3 separate regions of the Sus scrofa genome follow, and all the other regions are linked to region 1. Evidence: chromatin contacts called from public Hi-C and HiChIP or PLAC-seq data. All regions are on one chromosome and are shown on one strand. The core of a region is the stretch at or near the end of the contact, and the rest is flanking DNA. Distances in the headings are between cores, read along the strand shown. Region 1 holds the start of DNAJB1 (DnaJ heat shock protein family (Hsp40) member B1). Region 2 holds the start of MRI1 (methylthioribose-1-phosphate isomerase). Region 3 has its middle 8.6 kb from the start of MIR23A.

Region 1 (4,768 bases), core at 695-3,194:
GTCAAGATTTTGTCTTCGTTGCGAATGCTCTTTCCATCGGGGTTCAGCCGCTTATGAGAGATTTTCATTTTCTTGGTACAGCCGCTATAGATCTCTTCAAGTGAAACCCTAAGGTCATGGGTGACGGGGGGATCTTGCTTCTTTCGGGTGGGTTCTTGTGCAGGGCGGGAGCGGCCAAAGTTTGCAGTGGTGAAGCCACCCATGCCCATGGGGAAGCCAGAAAACGGGTCATCAATGTCCATGCCTTCCTCCCCGTTGCGCTGCCCAAAGAAGGTGTCAAAGGGATTTCGGCCACCGAAGAACTCAGCAAACATGGCATGAGGGTCTCCATGGAATGTGTAGCTGAAAGAGGTCCCGTTAGCACCGCTGCTCCCACCACTTGGGCCACCACCCTTCAGGCCTGAAATGCAAAAGCAAAAGAAATCAGATGGCTGGCCAGGACCTTTTCTCTCTAGGAGCTTTCCTTGAGGGGAAAAAAAGAGTTGAGAGCCATCAAGGAAGAATTTTTTTTTCTTTTTTTGGCTGTCAGGAAAGAGCAAGGAGGAACTCCAAGCTTTTTCTTCCCACTTGCAGTCTCAAAAACAGAACCACCATCACCCACAGGTAGTTAGTTCACTGTGGCCTGACAGTGGAGACGGGCTCGAGCTCTAAGATGGCCATCTCTTGGGGCCACCACCTAGGTCTTCACATTTGAGTGACCCATCTTTCCTACAATGTTACAAGGAGTACAAAGAACTCAAGACAGCCAATGAAAAAGGTGTGATCCAGGGTCAGTTTTCACCAAATGTTTACTCTGAAATACTTTAGAGCTAGAGACTGTAGGGAGAGTAGAAATGAAGGTGAAACAGCAATCGGAGATTTCAAATTCTCACGCTCTGACACTAAGTGCCACCATTCTTATATATAAAAAGTCATTTCTTTCTTAAGACCAAACCGAGAAACCAATCTGAGTCATCAACAGGCAGCTGGACAACAAGAAAGCTTCTCCTCCCGCTCCCCCGCCTCCCCAAGAGAGCTATCCTGGTGAGGCCGGGCAGAGGCGGGCCCTACTGCTCCTTGCACCTTGACCACCGACTACGTGTCTGGCACGGGGCTAGGTAAGCATTTTACAGGGATTACCTCACTCCACCCTCAAAGACGCCCGGGAGGTCGCTGGGCGCTAATTGGCACTCTCATTTGCAAGCTCACTGCAAGCAGCCTGCGCCCGGCGCTCAGCCAGAGGCCTCGCCCTGCACCCTGGGCTGGCAGAGGCTCTCACCTCGCCCAGGTGAGCCCAGCGCCCGAGGGGCCGCAGCGCCATCATCAAGGCTGCGCACTCTACCCCCTCTCCTTCTGCACCCTCTCCCCCACCGACGGATCGCGGACGTGGGCGGAGACGGGCGGCCCCAGACATACTAGAAGCTTCTGGGCGAGCAGCGCGGCCAGGACTCCTCCTCCCATCGGGAGGCCGCCAATCGAGGGCGGAGGCCTGTTTGGCCAAAAGGCGGGGGCTGCTCGTCCCCCGGTCCCTTAGCGCTACCCCGGGGACGCCGCCGGGGTACCGCAGTGCCTCGATCTCTCCGCCTGTCAAACAGCGGTGGCGCACCCCCAGTTGCGCGCGCGCACACACCTTCCTCCCCGTAGCGGTCGAAGATCTCGCGCTTGCGCGGGTCGCTGAGCACGTCGTAGGCCTCGGCGATCTCCTTGAACTTCTCCTCGGCGCCGGGCTCCTTGTTCTTGTCCGGGTGGTAACGCAGCGCTTGACGGCGGTAGGCTCTCTTGATCTCCTCGTCCGAGGCACCGCGGGCCAGGCCCAGCGTCTGATAATAGTCTTTGCCCATTGCCCCCGCCTGCGGCCTGCCGCCCAGCTGTCGCCGTACCCCGGCTCCGCCACCGCCCCGTCCCGGACTCTATATACCCGTCCGGCGGAAGCTTCCAGAGCCCGCCAGCCCCCTCCAGAACCTTCCGCCCCGCCCCCCACGCGGCTCCGACCAATCGTCGCTGCCCAGGTTGCGACGCGCGACATCCGGGGCGGGGACGCGCCGCCAACGGCTGCCCGCGCGTGGCCACACCCCTTCCCGCTCCGCCCTAGGCAACGCTTCGCCGCAGCGCGGGCACTGGGCGTCTGAGGCCCCGCCCACTCTCTGAGGGAACCAATAGCGACCTTGCTTCAGTGCTTCCGGGGACCGGGCCTGCCGCGTACTCCGCCCCTGCCTGGGTCAACAGGTTAAAGTGCGGGTGCTTCGATGTTCCAGTCTTGGCTCAGTGGTTAACGAATCTGACTAGGATCCCTGTCCTCGCTCAGTGGGTTAAGGATCCAGGGATTCCGTGAGCTGTGGTGTAGGTCGCAGACGTGGTTCGGATCCCGCGTTGCTGTGGCTCTGGCGCAGGCTGGCGGCTACAGCTCCGATTGGACCCCCTAGCCTGGAAATCTCCATATGTCTCAGTGCGGCCCTAGAGGAGACAAAAAAAAAAAAAAAAAAAAAAAAAAATGCGGTGCTTCGAGTAGGGCGGGGCTGCGAAAGGCCCCGGGCTGCGAAAGGCCCCGCCCTTCCCCTAGGAGGTGCTTCCTTCCCCCATCTCGCTGGGCGGGAGAATCAGTTTACGCCAGGTGATTCAAGGCTAGTTGCCTAATCGCTCCTTGTCCCAGATACCTGCTTCCATCCGGGAATAAAAATACCCCCCTACCGGTCGTGGCGCAGCGGAATCGCATCCGACTGGGAGACATGAGGTTGTGGATTTGATCGGGTGGAGCCATGTGCCGCGGGTGGGGCCCCAAAAAGCAAAAAAAAAAACCAAAAACAAAAAAAAAAACCCCACTCACCCTCAGTGTTGGGAGCCCCAGAACTGTCCCTCTCCTCACCCATACCGACCCTGTAAAGCGAGCCAAGGACCCTGGACCAAAGCTTACCTCCCTGGAGAGGTCTCCTCAGTCTAACCCCTCAAGCCTTTTGCTTTATTACCATTTTCTCAAGAATACCTCCCACTGAAATTTGGAATTATCTTGTTCCTTGGTTTTCATGCTAAATGTCACCCCCCCCCCAGCCTTTGATCACTATCAGAGCAGGGCCTGACCTCTGTCAGTGCTGAGTCTCAGTGTCAGAACAGTCTGACTCTTCCTAAATATTCCCGGCTATGTTTTTTTATTTGTTTGGCCACAGGCGGCATATAGAAGTTCCCTGGCCAAGGACTGAACCTGCACTCCACGAGTTCCCATCGTGTAACTAGGAACCATGAGGTTGCGGATTCCATCCCTGGCCTTGCTTAATGAGTTAAGGATTTGGCATTGCAGTGAGCTTTGGTGTAGGTTGCAGAGGTGGCTTGGATCTGATGTTGCTGTAGCTGTGGTGCATGCCAGCAGCTGTAGCTCCAACTGGACCCCTAGCCTGGGAACCTCCATATGCCGAGGGTGTGGCCCTAAAAAGATAAAAAAAAAAAAAAAGCATAAAAACACTGCACTCCCGTTGCCACCAGTGCTGCGCTACAGCAACTTGGGATCCTTAACTTCTGTGCCACATGGGAACTTTCTAGTTCTGGCTTTTTTTTTTTTTAAGGGCCACAGCTGCGGCATATAGAAGTTCCCAGGCTAGGGCTTGAATTGGAGCTGCAGCCGCAGGCCTTGACACAGCCGCAGCAACACCAGATCCGTGCCATATCTGTCACCTACGTGCCACACCTCATGGCAATGCCTGGTCCTTAACCCACTAAGTGAGGCCAGGGGTTGAACCAGAATTCTCATGGATGCTAGTCGGATTTGTTACTGCTGAGCCACAATGGGAACTCCTATTCCTGGCTATTTTTAATGCACCTGCTTCTTTTTCTCTCCCCACTACCTTTATGATTTCGGGGAGACATGGGTGTGGCATACACCTCTCAGAGCCTCTGCTTCCTCATCGGCAGGCAACATGATCCCTTTTGGCTTTCAGAGTCTGGGGAAAGTCTGTGGTCAAGGACAAGGCTGATAGGGAAAGGAGGCTCTGAAAGGAGTACAGCCTGAGAAGGGAATAGGGAAGAAGGGATAGGTGGTGGTGGCCTGTGAAGGGGAGAGGTTCCTGGAAGAACTGCTTGGGAGATCCAGGCAGTGTGACACTGGCTCTGCAGCCAGACAGCCAGATTTTCATTCTTGGTTACAGCACTTCCTGGCTGTGAAACCCCTTGGGCTGGTGACTGAGCCTTCCAGGGCCTTAGCCTCTTCATGTGTACAATGGGAGTTGTAGTTGTACCTGCCTCATAGGGCTTTGAAATTGACATTGAGTCAACATTTGTAAAGTGCCCAAGACAGGCCTGGCCTAGAGGAAGTGCTGTCAAAGTGGTGACTAATCATCTGGTTGAATGGTGGGCTGCTGGGCCATCCCTTTCCTGGCAGCACCTCAGCAAAAAGCTTCTAGTAACTACTGCCCAGGCTGGAACTCCTGAGAAAGACAACCATGTCCTTTCCCTGCTATCTAGCAGGGGTATTCTGGCCGTTCACTGACTCTAGGGTAGCCATATCAGTAAGGTCTCTGGACTAGGACACATAGCAGCTGACCTGGGAGGATGCATCTTAGCCTGGGTGCCCAGGGGCACAGCATGGTAGGGGTCCTGAACCAATCATGGAGGGGAGAGAGTTTGATTTTTTTTTCACACCCAAGGCATATGGAAGTTCCCTGGCTAGGGGTCGAATTGGAGCTGTAGCTGCCTGCCTACACCACAGCCACAGCTGCGGGATCCTAGCCACATCTGCAACCTACACCACAGCTCACAGCAATGCTGGATCCTTAACTTACTGAAAGAGGCCAGGGATCAAACC
Region 2 (4,768 bases), core at 1,608-4,107, 590 kb before region 1:
CATTGTCAAGCACACATCTGCCTCAGGGCCTTTGCACAGGCTGTTCCCTCTGCCTTGGAACACTTTTCCACCTGATGCCCACAGGCTCCCTTACTCAGACATCTTCTCCCAAACATGATCTTCTCAGGGGACTGTCCCTGACCCTCCCCTCCACCGCACGCACCACATTTAAAGTTGAACCCTCTGCCCTACGTGCCACTTCTGCCCAGCCCCTATCTCCTTCCCATTTTTTTCCTTATCACTTTGTCGCTCACCCACTAGAATGTGAGCTCCACAAAGACAAGTGTTTTTTGTTTTGTTTTGGTTTTGGTTTTTTGTATTTTGTCTTTTTAGGGCTGCACCAGTGGCATGTGGAGGTTCCCAGGCTAGGGGTCTAATTGGAACTGCAGCTGCCGGCCTACACCACAGCCACAGCAATACCAGATCCAAGCTGCATCTGCAACCTACACCACAGCTCAAGGCAGCACCGGATCCTTAACCCACTGAGCGAGGCCAGGGATCGAACCCGTAACCTCATGGTTCCTAGTTGGATTCGTTTCCACTGTGCCACGATGGGAACTCCTAGGACAAATGTTTTTGTCTGCTCACTCCTGTGTCCCCAGTGTCTAGAACAAGGCCTGGCACCAGAAGGGGTTTTGTAAATATTTGTGGAAAGAATGAATAAGTGAAGGACCCCAGTGGCACACATATTAATGACCATTGATTGTGTCTCTGGTTTATTGACCAAGCACAGCGTGAGGCCCCTTCCTCACACCAGCTTAAAGAGGAAGAAACCAAGACCCTGAGAGCTGAAGGGACGTCCTCCCCCCAGGGTCAGAGGGCATGAAGAGGCACAGTTTTGACACTCACCACCCCTCCCCACCCCCTTTCTCCCCCACACAGGAAAAGAAAAAAGCCATGCTGGAGGAGGAAGAGAGGGACCAGGCACTGCAGGCCAAGGCCAGCCTGGCCATCCCCCTGGTGCCAGAGACGGAGGACGACCGCAAGCTGGCCGCCTTGCTCAAGTTCCATACCCTAGACTGTGCGTGGGGAGCAGGGGGTGGCTTGAGGTAGGGGAAGATGTGGGTGCCCGGGCAGAGGGCGGCTCTGGACCTCCTTCCTCCCCCTCCCTCTCCCCCCAGCATATGAGGACAAGCAGAAACTCAAACGGACCGAGATCATCAGCCGCTCCTGGTTCCCCTCCACTTCCACCAGCACCAGCAGCACCAGCAAAGCCAGCAGTGTCCTGAAGAAGCTGGCCCAGAACCGCAGATCTGTTCCTGCCGCCAGCTCCCCCATCACCGTGGGGCACCTGGGCATTGTGCGGCGGCGGTCCCGGGAGGTTCCAGAAAGCCCCCAGCACATGGCTGAGACCCTCAAGTCTGGGGAGCCACGGGTGCCAGCGGGGATGGCCCAGGACAGGCCCACATCCCCCCAAGACTGCTCTCAGGAGACGACTGAGCTCCCCAAAAACAGTGGGCCACCGGGGCAGGAGGGGAGCTGTGGGGACAGGCCCCAGACCCCACCAGGCACTTCCCAGGAAGCAGCCAACCCCCAGGACAAAGCACAGCCCTGTGGCCTCAGCTCCTCCCTCGTAGCTGACTACTCCGGTTCTGAGAGTGAGTGATTCCCAGGACTGGACCCAGCCCGCCCCAGAGGCCAAGACACAGAGGAGGTGCCTCACTGGCTGCAGGCCCGCTGGCCCACCAGCCCACAGAGAGCTCAGTCACCGCCCCCTCCCCAGACCTCACCTCGAAGTGATGCTGTTGTCTATTTATTTGGTCCTGGAGAGGGTGTTTGTGCCTTGTGGGACCCCCGACCTCCCAGCATTAAAACCCTGCTTCTTTGCCCCTGCCTCAGGTTACTAGATGGGCCCAGGGACTGTGCCCCCCACTCCCCACCCAACCAAGCTCACCCAACATCTAATCAGCCAGGGCTGATGCTGTGACCATAGACACAGTCCCCACCCCCACTTGATGAGGGTTTCAAGGTGGTAGCCAAGGTCGGCTGGCAATCTAGGCAGACTTCCTGGAGAGGTGGCACAGCTTGAGTCTCAAGAATGAAAATAGGGGAGATCCCGTCGTGGCTCAGTGGTTAACAAATCTGACTAGGAATCATGAGGTTGAGGGTTTGATCCCTGGCCTCGCTCAGTGGGTTAAGGATCTGGTATTGCTGTAAGCTGTGGTGTAGGTCACAGATGCAGCTTGGATCCTGCATTGCTGTGGCTGTGGTGTAGGCCATCGGCTACAGCTCCGATTAGACCCGTAGCTTGTAAACCTCCATATGCCGTGGGTGCGGCCCTAGAAAAGACCGAAAAAACAGAAAACAGCTGGGAAACAGCTGAGCATCCACCAGAAGAGTCGTGGCTCACCACCTCCCCCTACACCCCGAGGAGGATCGTTTCACAAGTATTGATAGAGCACTTGCAGTGCTCCAGGCATTACCGGAGCTACAGCGGTGAACAAACCAGACACACAGCCTTCTTGGGGCTGAAGTTCCAGTTGAACTAGTAATGCGCCCTGTCTTTCCAGAGGTGATAGCTGCCCCAAGCCCGCAGGTATGGGAAGGTCTGAGGGCAGCAGTAAGAGTCCATTCGATCTTGTAACCCCGAGTTAGGATCTTGCTCTAGGTTGAGCCTGGCTGGAGGAGTCAGGCGCCTAACGGTGCCTACCTGGGACTTGGAGGTCTTGGTATAGCCAAACACTAACACAGAACCTGGCATGTAATAGTTGTCCCATAAGTAGCGGGACCTTTGGGATTCCAAGGGGGCAGTTAACTACCCGGGCTTGGCGGGTAAGGTGGAGTAGGATCCCCCATGTGGAGGGCGGGTCCCGGGAACCTACGGGATTGATGCGCGCACGCGCCTTCTTCCGGAGAGGCCTCGCCCCCACCGCGTGTTCCGGTCCCGCCCCTGGTGCGCCCAGGCTTCCAGATCCCCCGAGCTACTGTGAGCGCGGCAGCTTCGCCATGACTTTGGAGGCGATCCGCTACTCGCGGGGCTCACTACAGATCCTTGACCAACTGCTGTTGCCCCAGCAGAGCCGCTATGAGGCGGTGGGCTCGGTTCGCCAGGCCTGGGAGGCCATCCGCGCTATGAAGGTGGGGCCGCGCGGCGGGGATCCGATTGGGGGGGGCCTGCCTGCGGTCCCTGACACCCCCCATTCATACCACCAGGTGCGCGGCGCCCCAGCGATTGCGCTCGTGGGCTGTCTCAGCCTCGCCGTGGAGCTACAGGCGGGCGCTGGGGGACCCGGACTCTCCTCGCTCGTAGCCTTCGTGCGCGACGCGCTGAGCTTTCTTGTCACCGCCCGGCCCACCGCCGTCAACATGGCCCGTGCCGCCCGTGACCTGACCGATGTTGCAGCCCAGGAGGCGGAGCGGGAGGGTGCCACCGAGGAGGCGGTCCGGGAGAGGTAGAGGGGCCCTGTGTGCCAGGCATTGCACTGACTGTGGGCTATTTTTTTTTTTTTTCCTTCCCTCCCCAGCGACCCGTTTTACAGTTGGAGAAGTTGAGGCGGCAGATTTCTTAGTCCAAAGTCACACAAGCAGGGCTGGAACTCAACACCTGGCAGCCTGGCTCCAAGGTCCTTGTCTGCTTTCCCTGAACTGGCCCAGCCCTAACTGCTCTTAGTGGCCCTTTCAAGCGCCACTTCGTTTTCCTGGTTTTTGCTTTTGAGGAATTTTACTTCCAGCCCTGGTCCTCTCCTTGCCCTCTTCCCACTCTTTCCCTCCGCATCTGCTACACAGATACTCTCCAAGTTCCTTAATCCCCTCCAGGCTGGCTCCTAACTCAGGGCCTTTTCACAGACACTGTTCCTGCAAGCCAGCTGTCCCCCTAGCTAATCTCTCCTTGAGGTTTCAGGTTTCTGCCTTCCCCACCCCCACATAATACAGCTCTTACCCTCCTGCTCTCTGTCTCCTGATTCTGCTGCCTTTTCCTGTGCTTGCTTTATTGTCTGCTCAATGTCTGCCTCCCCCACCCCTGTGTCAGCTCCACAGGAGCAGAGATTTTTGTCTTGTTCACTACTGTGTCCCTCGACACCTGACACACAGAAGGTACTTTGTAAACATGTGTCATGAGAGCAAATGGAGTGACAGTTGGGTGGCTGACAAAAGGGTTCAGCCCCACGGCTGTGAGAGGCTTTCAGCAGGAGAGCTCCCTTAGAGCAGTGTTGGGCAGGGAGGTAAGACTGGTGTGGGCCCTGAAGCCTGATGCTGAGAGCCCCTTGTCGGTCCCAGAGTGATCAGCTGGGCCGAGGACATGTTGGAAAAAGACCTCAGCGACAATCGGAGCATTGGGGACCTGGGAGCCCGCCACCTCCTAGAGCGGGCTGCGCCTCAGGGTGGCAAGGTGATCGTGCTGACCCACTGCAACACCGGTGCACTGGCCACTGCTGGCTATGGCACAGCCCTAGGTGAGTGGGCATCCACAGGGATGGGGGAGGGCACTTTTGGGGTGTAAAAGAAAGAAACCCAAACCACTTTATATACCCCTAGAAATGTGAATTTATTAGTTCTTGTACAGAAATTGTCAGGGGGTTGGCTTCAGGTATAGCTGGATCCAGGGGCTCAAATAATAGCATCAGGATCCATCTGTCCCTAAGGTCTGCCCTCCTCCATGGTGGCATCATCCTCACTCCGCTGGCAGGCCAGGATTCAGATCATGAGGAAAAGGGGCAAGGGTTTCTATTCTCACAGTATCAGAAAAGTCTCCTTGTATCTCAAGGGCCCTGATGGAGTCATTTGCCCATCCAGGATCAATCACTCCATAGGCCTAACCAGAGCCATG
Region 3 (4,768 bases), core at 1,190-3,689, 540 kb before region 1:
CCACTACCACCACCACCATTAGGCCACAGCAAGGTTCTGCAGCCTAAGGACAATTTCTCTACCTGTGTGGGCATTGCTTGGGGGTATAGTTTTTTTCCCACCCACCCCCAACATTTCTGAAGTCCTATAATTGGGACAGGGGGTCATTTTCTTCACCATTCACCTCTCAGGCAGTAAGAATAAGGCTGGGGGGAGAGGGTACTCACAGCAGGCCCAGGTAGAAGACTGGAGGGCTGCTTAGATGTCTCCAGGTCACCGGGCACTCCAGAATTCCTCCAGAGTCCCCCGTTTCCTCAGTTCAGCTCAATAGGCCCCCACTTTGGATCTTAGTGGGATTGGAGGGGGGCGGAAGCCGCACCTAGCTACTATCCCATGGGGCCCAGCCCTGGGGGCTCTTGGGTCTTTCTTCTCTGTGGGGCCCAAGGGGCAGGCTGGCCCAGGCAGCAGGATCTGGCAGGTTGGGGCAGGAGGGGGCAGAGCTGCCTGTGGGGCCCCAGGGGAAGATTTGGGGTGGCACAGAATTCCCCGACTCAGGGCGGGGCTCAGAGGGGGTGGGGCACTCGCCACAAGTCCTTCTGAGCAGCTACAAACAGGGGAATGAAGTTCCCAGAGTCCAGGGTCTTCCTATGTCGACACACACACACATCATTCCAGAAGTATAAAGTGACCAAATTACAATGGGACACCCCTTCCGCATCACCCCTCTAGAAAACCCCCTTCATATCCCAGGACAAAGTCTCCTATCTGGAATCACCCTCCTCTTGTTATTAGTCCAATCAGGCATATGTTTAGAGGAAAGTGCCTCCTCCAAGCTGACCTCCAGGGATACCTGTGCCTCGCGCCCTGAGCCCACCCCTGTAAGCCATTCTGCTATTTCCCTGCATGTAGCTTGGACCACCTCAGTTCACTTAGCATTCCTCAGCCCAAGCCTGGAGGGTCCTCCTGGTGCTCTTGGCCCTCCATCTGGATCCCCAAAATTTGCCCCCACACACCCTGGTCCTGAGCTGGCCAATATACCCAGGGACAGCAGCCAAGAGGGATCAGAGCTCTCCAAACTGGCCAACTGATTCTTTGTAATGGCGGGGAGGGGTGAGAAGACAGGGCCAGGGTGAAGCCAGGCCAAGCGGTCAAGTGGCACAGGCCATACACACACACACACACACACACACACACACACACCCATTTGTTCATTCTTCAAATGTTCATCGAGTGCCTGCTGTGTGCCAGGTGCTGTTCTGGACACTGGAGATGCAGCAGAGAACAAGCCAGAAAAAAAAAAGCCCTCATGGGGCCCACATCAATGGGGGAAATACACACAGTAAACAGCTATAAAGATATATAGCCTATAGAGCTTGTTGAGTGGTACGTGTTGTGGGAATAGAATAGAAAGAGGCCAAGGAGATGAGGGGTAATGGGGTAGGGGCCAGGTCAAGAAAGGCTACCCTGAGGAAGGGGTGACATTTGAACATAGACTTATAGGAGATGAAGGAGAAACCAAGCCACATCTTCTTCTGGAGGAAGGAGTTCCAGGTGGAGAGGGAACGGCCAGTGCAAAGGCCCTGAGGCAGGACATTTCTGGAATATCTGAGAAGCATCAAGGAGACCAATACGATGGAGGGGGGAAGGAGCAGCATGGAAGAACCGAGTTTCAAATTTTTGCTCCCCAACTTCTTGCTGGATGTCTTTGGCTAAATGGTCACACCCCTCTGAGCTTCGGTTTCTTTCTCTGTAAAATGGACCTGAAAATGTGCCTTGTGTAGCTATTACGAGATTCTGAGATGAGATGTGCAATGTCCTGGCCCAGGGCCTGAGGCCGAGTAGAGGCTGGATAAGCATGTACATGTGGGTACAGCAGGTTTATCACCACACAGACCTGGGGTGGGGAAGCTAGGTTAAGGGACCCTGACAGACCCAGTTGCCCTGTAGGTCACCAGGGCTCATAGGCCGGGCGCCCGCCGGGCCCCATGGCAACACTGCACACAGAGACATCAAACAGGCCCTGCCGAGGAAGTCCCACGTCACTGTGGTTAGGGTGGCTCCTCCCAGCCCAGCCCCCGGCTGGCGCTGTGCTCTTCCTTGCCAGTCAGGGCCCCTGCCTCCCATCACCCTGGTGACATGCTGTGTTATGGACTGAGCAGAGATCCCACCACCTGCCTCCTCGGGAGGGCACCAGCCACTCCCCACATCCCGCAAAGGACATTATGCGGTAGCCCCAGTTCACTGCCACTAACTCTTTCATTTCACTGCCCCAAACTGGGGCTGGGAGCACCAGGAAAGCCCTTGCCTACCCACCTACCGTTCAGAAGGACCTAGAGGTTCTAGGGGATCAGTGGGGACCCCCAGTCAGGTGCCTGAAATCCCCAGGGCAGGGTCTGTCCAGGTGTTGCTCCTGGGCACTGGTGGGGTGAGTCAGATAGGAATAGCCCCCAGGCCTGGCCCAGCCCCCACCTGGGGACTGACTCACCACCCACCCAGAACCGGATGACATCAGAGCCTGGCCGGCCACCCTCACTTGGCACTGGGCCAGAATGGGGGCGCCCAAGAGGTGTCACATCTGGCTGCCCTCTCCCCTCTGATCGGGACCCGGCAGGCGCAGGGTTAAGGAGGGGCCCTCCTGGGGGTCTCCCCCCAATCCCATCTCCCCCTTTTCTCGGGGATTTCGGGCCCCAGCCCCTCTGACGTCACTGGGGGTTGCTATGGCAACTGGCCGAAGTTCCCAAATAAAATTACCGCGGGCGGGTTAAGTTTCCTAGGAGGCAGCCGACGGGTAAACAATGGCGGTGGCAGGCGGGGCCGGCGAGGGGCAGTCTCCCCCTCCCACCCCTCAGTCTGCTGGGACCCGGGGGTCCCCAGGGCGAGGAACTTGGTCCCCTCCACGCCCGGCCCCGAGAGCTCGTGAGCAACAGGGGACCTGGTGCGCAGATGGGGGACAGCGAGGCCACCGCCGAGATTGGGGGAGCCATGGGGGTGAGGGGGACCTCAGAAGGGAGGCTGGGTTGGCGGAGAACAAAGGGGGGACCTGAGGCCTGGGATCCTCCTTCTGCACACCCTGCCTCCCCCGCCCCGCCCCCGGCCGGCCGCCAGTCCAGCTGTGGCTGCTCCCAGCTGCCTGGCTCCCCACATCTGGCGGGCCGCGCACTCACTTCCTGTCGCCCCGGCTGCCTGGAGGGAGGTAAAAATAACCCTCCCCCTCCCCCTGCCGGCGGGAGCAGACGGCGGATCCTCCCGGCTTGGAGGAGGGAGAGGTCGAGCCGCCTCCTGGGAGAGGAGCACCCCCTCCCGCCGCCGCCCCCCCCCCAGGCAGACTCCCGTCCCGCCCACTGCCTCGGTGTCCTGGGAGGAGGGGCGCAAGTGGGGTGGTACAGATCCCAGGCTGCAAGGGGGGATGCTGGGGAATCTACTGCATTAGGAAGGGCTTTACCTGGGCCACCAGAAACCAAGGGAACCCTGGCGTCCAAGTTCCGCCGTGGAGGGAGTGGGGTGCCAGCTCTAATGTCTAGTGAACTGTAACCAACATGCCTAGGTTCCAATGGGGGTTTGTCACTCACTAACTATAAACAAGACACCAAAACAAAGCAAAACCAAAAAAACCCTCTCTGGGTCTCAGTTTACCTATCTGTAGAATAGAGATAATAGTAGTAGCCACTTCAAAGTATGTTTGCTCCATCATTTTATCTATTATCATTTTCCCATCCCAAGCCCCCCCCCCACACACACATCCTGGAGACCCTCAAGTACTGCCAGTTAAAAATACAGAACATTCCGAGTAGCCCTCATGGCCAGCTGAAATGAATAGGACTAGGAACCATGAGGTTGAAGGTTTGATCCTTGGCCTCACTCAGCTCCGTGGATCCCACGTGCGTTGTGGTGAGCTGTGGTGTGAGTCACAGACACAGCTCGGATCCTGTGTTGCTGTGGCTGTGGCTGGCAGCTGTAGCTCCAATTAGACTCCTAGCCTGGGAACCTCCATATACAGCGGGTGCGGCCCTAAAAAGCAAGAAAAAAAAAAAAATACAGAACACTCAGTTAAATTTGATTTTCAGATAAACAATGAATCATTTAGTATCAGTATGTCCCAAGCAATATTTGGGACATAATTTTACTAAAGGAAAAGAAAATTTTTTTAACTTGCTCTAGATCTGAAAATCAAATTTAACTGGGTCTCCTGTATTTTTATTTGCTAAATCTGGCAACTAACTGTATTTCTGAACCACCATCATTTCTAGCCTGAAAACACTCCAACAGTCTGGTCTCCCTGATCGCCTAGCTTCCGGCCTTACTCTTTCCATCCATTCTCCAGATGGAAATCCATTAAATCCAATCACATCTCCCTTCCACCATCCACGGAGTAAAGTTCCTCCATGAGCTTCCTTGTCACCCACAAGGCCCTGCTGTTCAAGTTCGCACCTTCTCTCCAAGCAGCCTTTCTGATGAGATCCTTCAGGTCATAGGCCATCACCTCCTCTAAGAAGCTTCTCTCACCTCCCACCATGATCCTCCAACTTTTTTTTTTTTTCCTTTTTAGGCTTGCACCTGCAGCATATGGAGGTTCCCAGGCTAGGGATCTAATTAGAGCTGCAGCTGAGGCCTACACCATAGCCACAGCAAAGCCAGATCCAAGCTGAGTTTGTGACCTACACCACAGCTTGAGGCAATGCCAGGCCCTTAACCCGCTGAGCGAGGCCAGGGATCAAACCCACATCCTCATGGATTCTAGTCAGGTTCTTAACCCATCGTTCTGCAACGGAACTCCCGACCTTCTGACTTT

Evidence for each region. A called contact is a pair of places that touch in the nucleus more often than the background predicts. HiChIP or PLAC-seq counts read pairs in DNA pulled down with a chosen protein or histone mark.
Region 2: a contact with region 1 is called in an H3K27ac HiChIP or PLAC-seq map of alveolar macrophages. The contact joins the promoter of MRI1 here to the promoter of DNAJB1 in region 1. A contact is called at or near these places in 1 of 47 Hi-C or Micro-C datasets (liver) and 1 of 2 datasets of contacts at active chromatin or transcription factors (alveolar macrophages).
Region 3: a Hi-C map of skeletal muscle shows a contact between it and region 1, with 2.8 times the contacts expected there. The contact joins the enhancer-like site here to the promoter of DNAJB1 in region 1. A contact is called at or near these places in 2 of 47 Hi-C or Micro-C datasets (psoas muscle and skeletal muscle) and 2 of 2 datasets of contacts at active chromatin or transcription factors (alveolar macrophages and skeletal muscle).

The regions. Positions count from the first base shown.
Region 1 is chr2:64,758,848-64,763,615 of Sscrofa11.1, reverse strand. DNAJB1 (DnaJ heat shock protein family (Hsp40) member B1) reads right to left here and starts at 1,944. Exons shown (of 3, transcript NM_001244430.1): 1 at 1,610-1,944; 2 at 1-400. The coding sequence starts at 1,820.
Region 2 is chr2:65,352,981-65,357,748 of Sscrofa11.1, reverse strand. It overlaps MRI1 (methylthioribose-1-phosphate isomerase), which reads left to right and starts at 2,857. Exons shown (of 6, transcript XM_003123346.4): 1 at 2,857-3,078; 2 at 3,154-3,392; 3 at 4,219-4,394. The coding sequence starts at 2,947. CCDC130 (coiled-coil domain-containing protein 130) reads left to right here. Exons shown (of 10, transcript XM_003123345.4): 9 at 883-1,021; 10 at 1,122-1,828. The coding sequence ends at 1,606. The region is part of intron 1 of LOC110259336 (a long non-coding RNA gene); the gene reads right to left.
Region 3 is chr2:65,297,157-65,301,924 of Sscrofa11.1, reverse strand. No RefSeq gene overlaps it. Among named protein-coding and RNA genes, the nearest start is that of MIR23A, 8.6 kb to the left of the region's middle. Within about 2 kb of position 2,439, at least 66 of the 83 cell types and tissues checked have an H3K27ac peak or open chromatin away from gene starts, as enhancers often do. A contact at or near this core is called in alveolar macrophages and skeletal muscle, where this site is marked.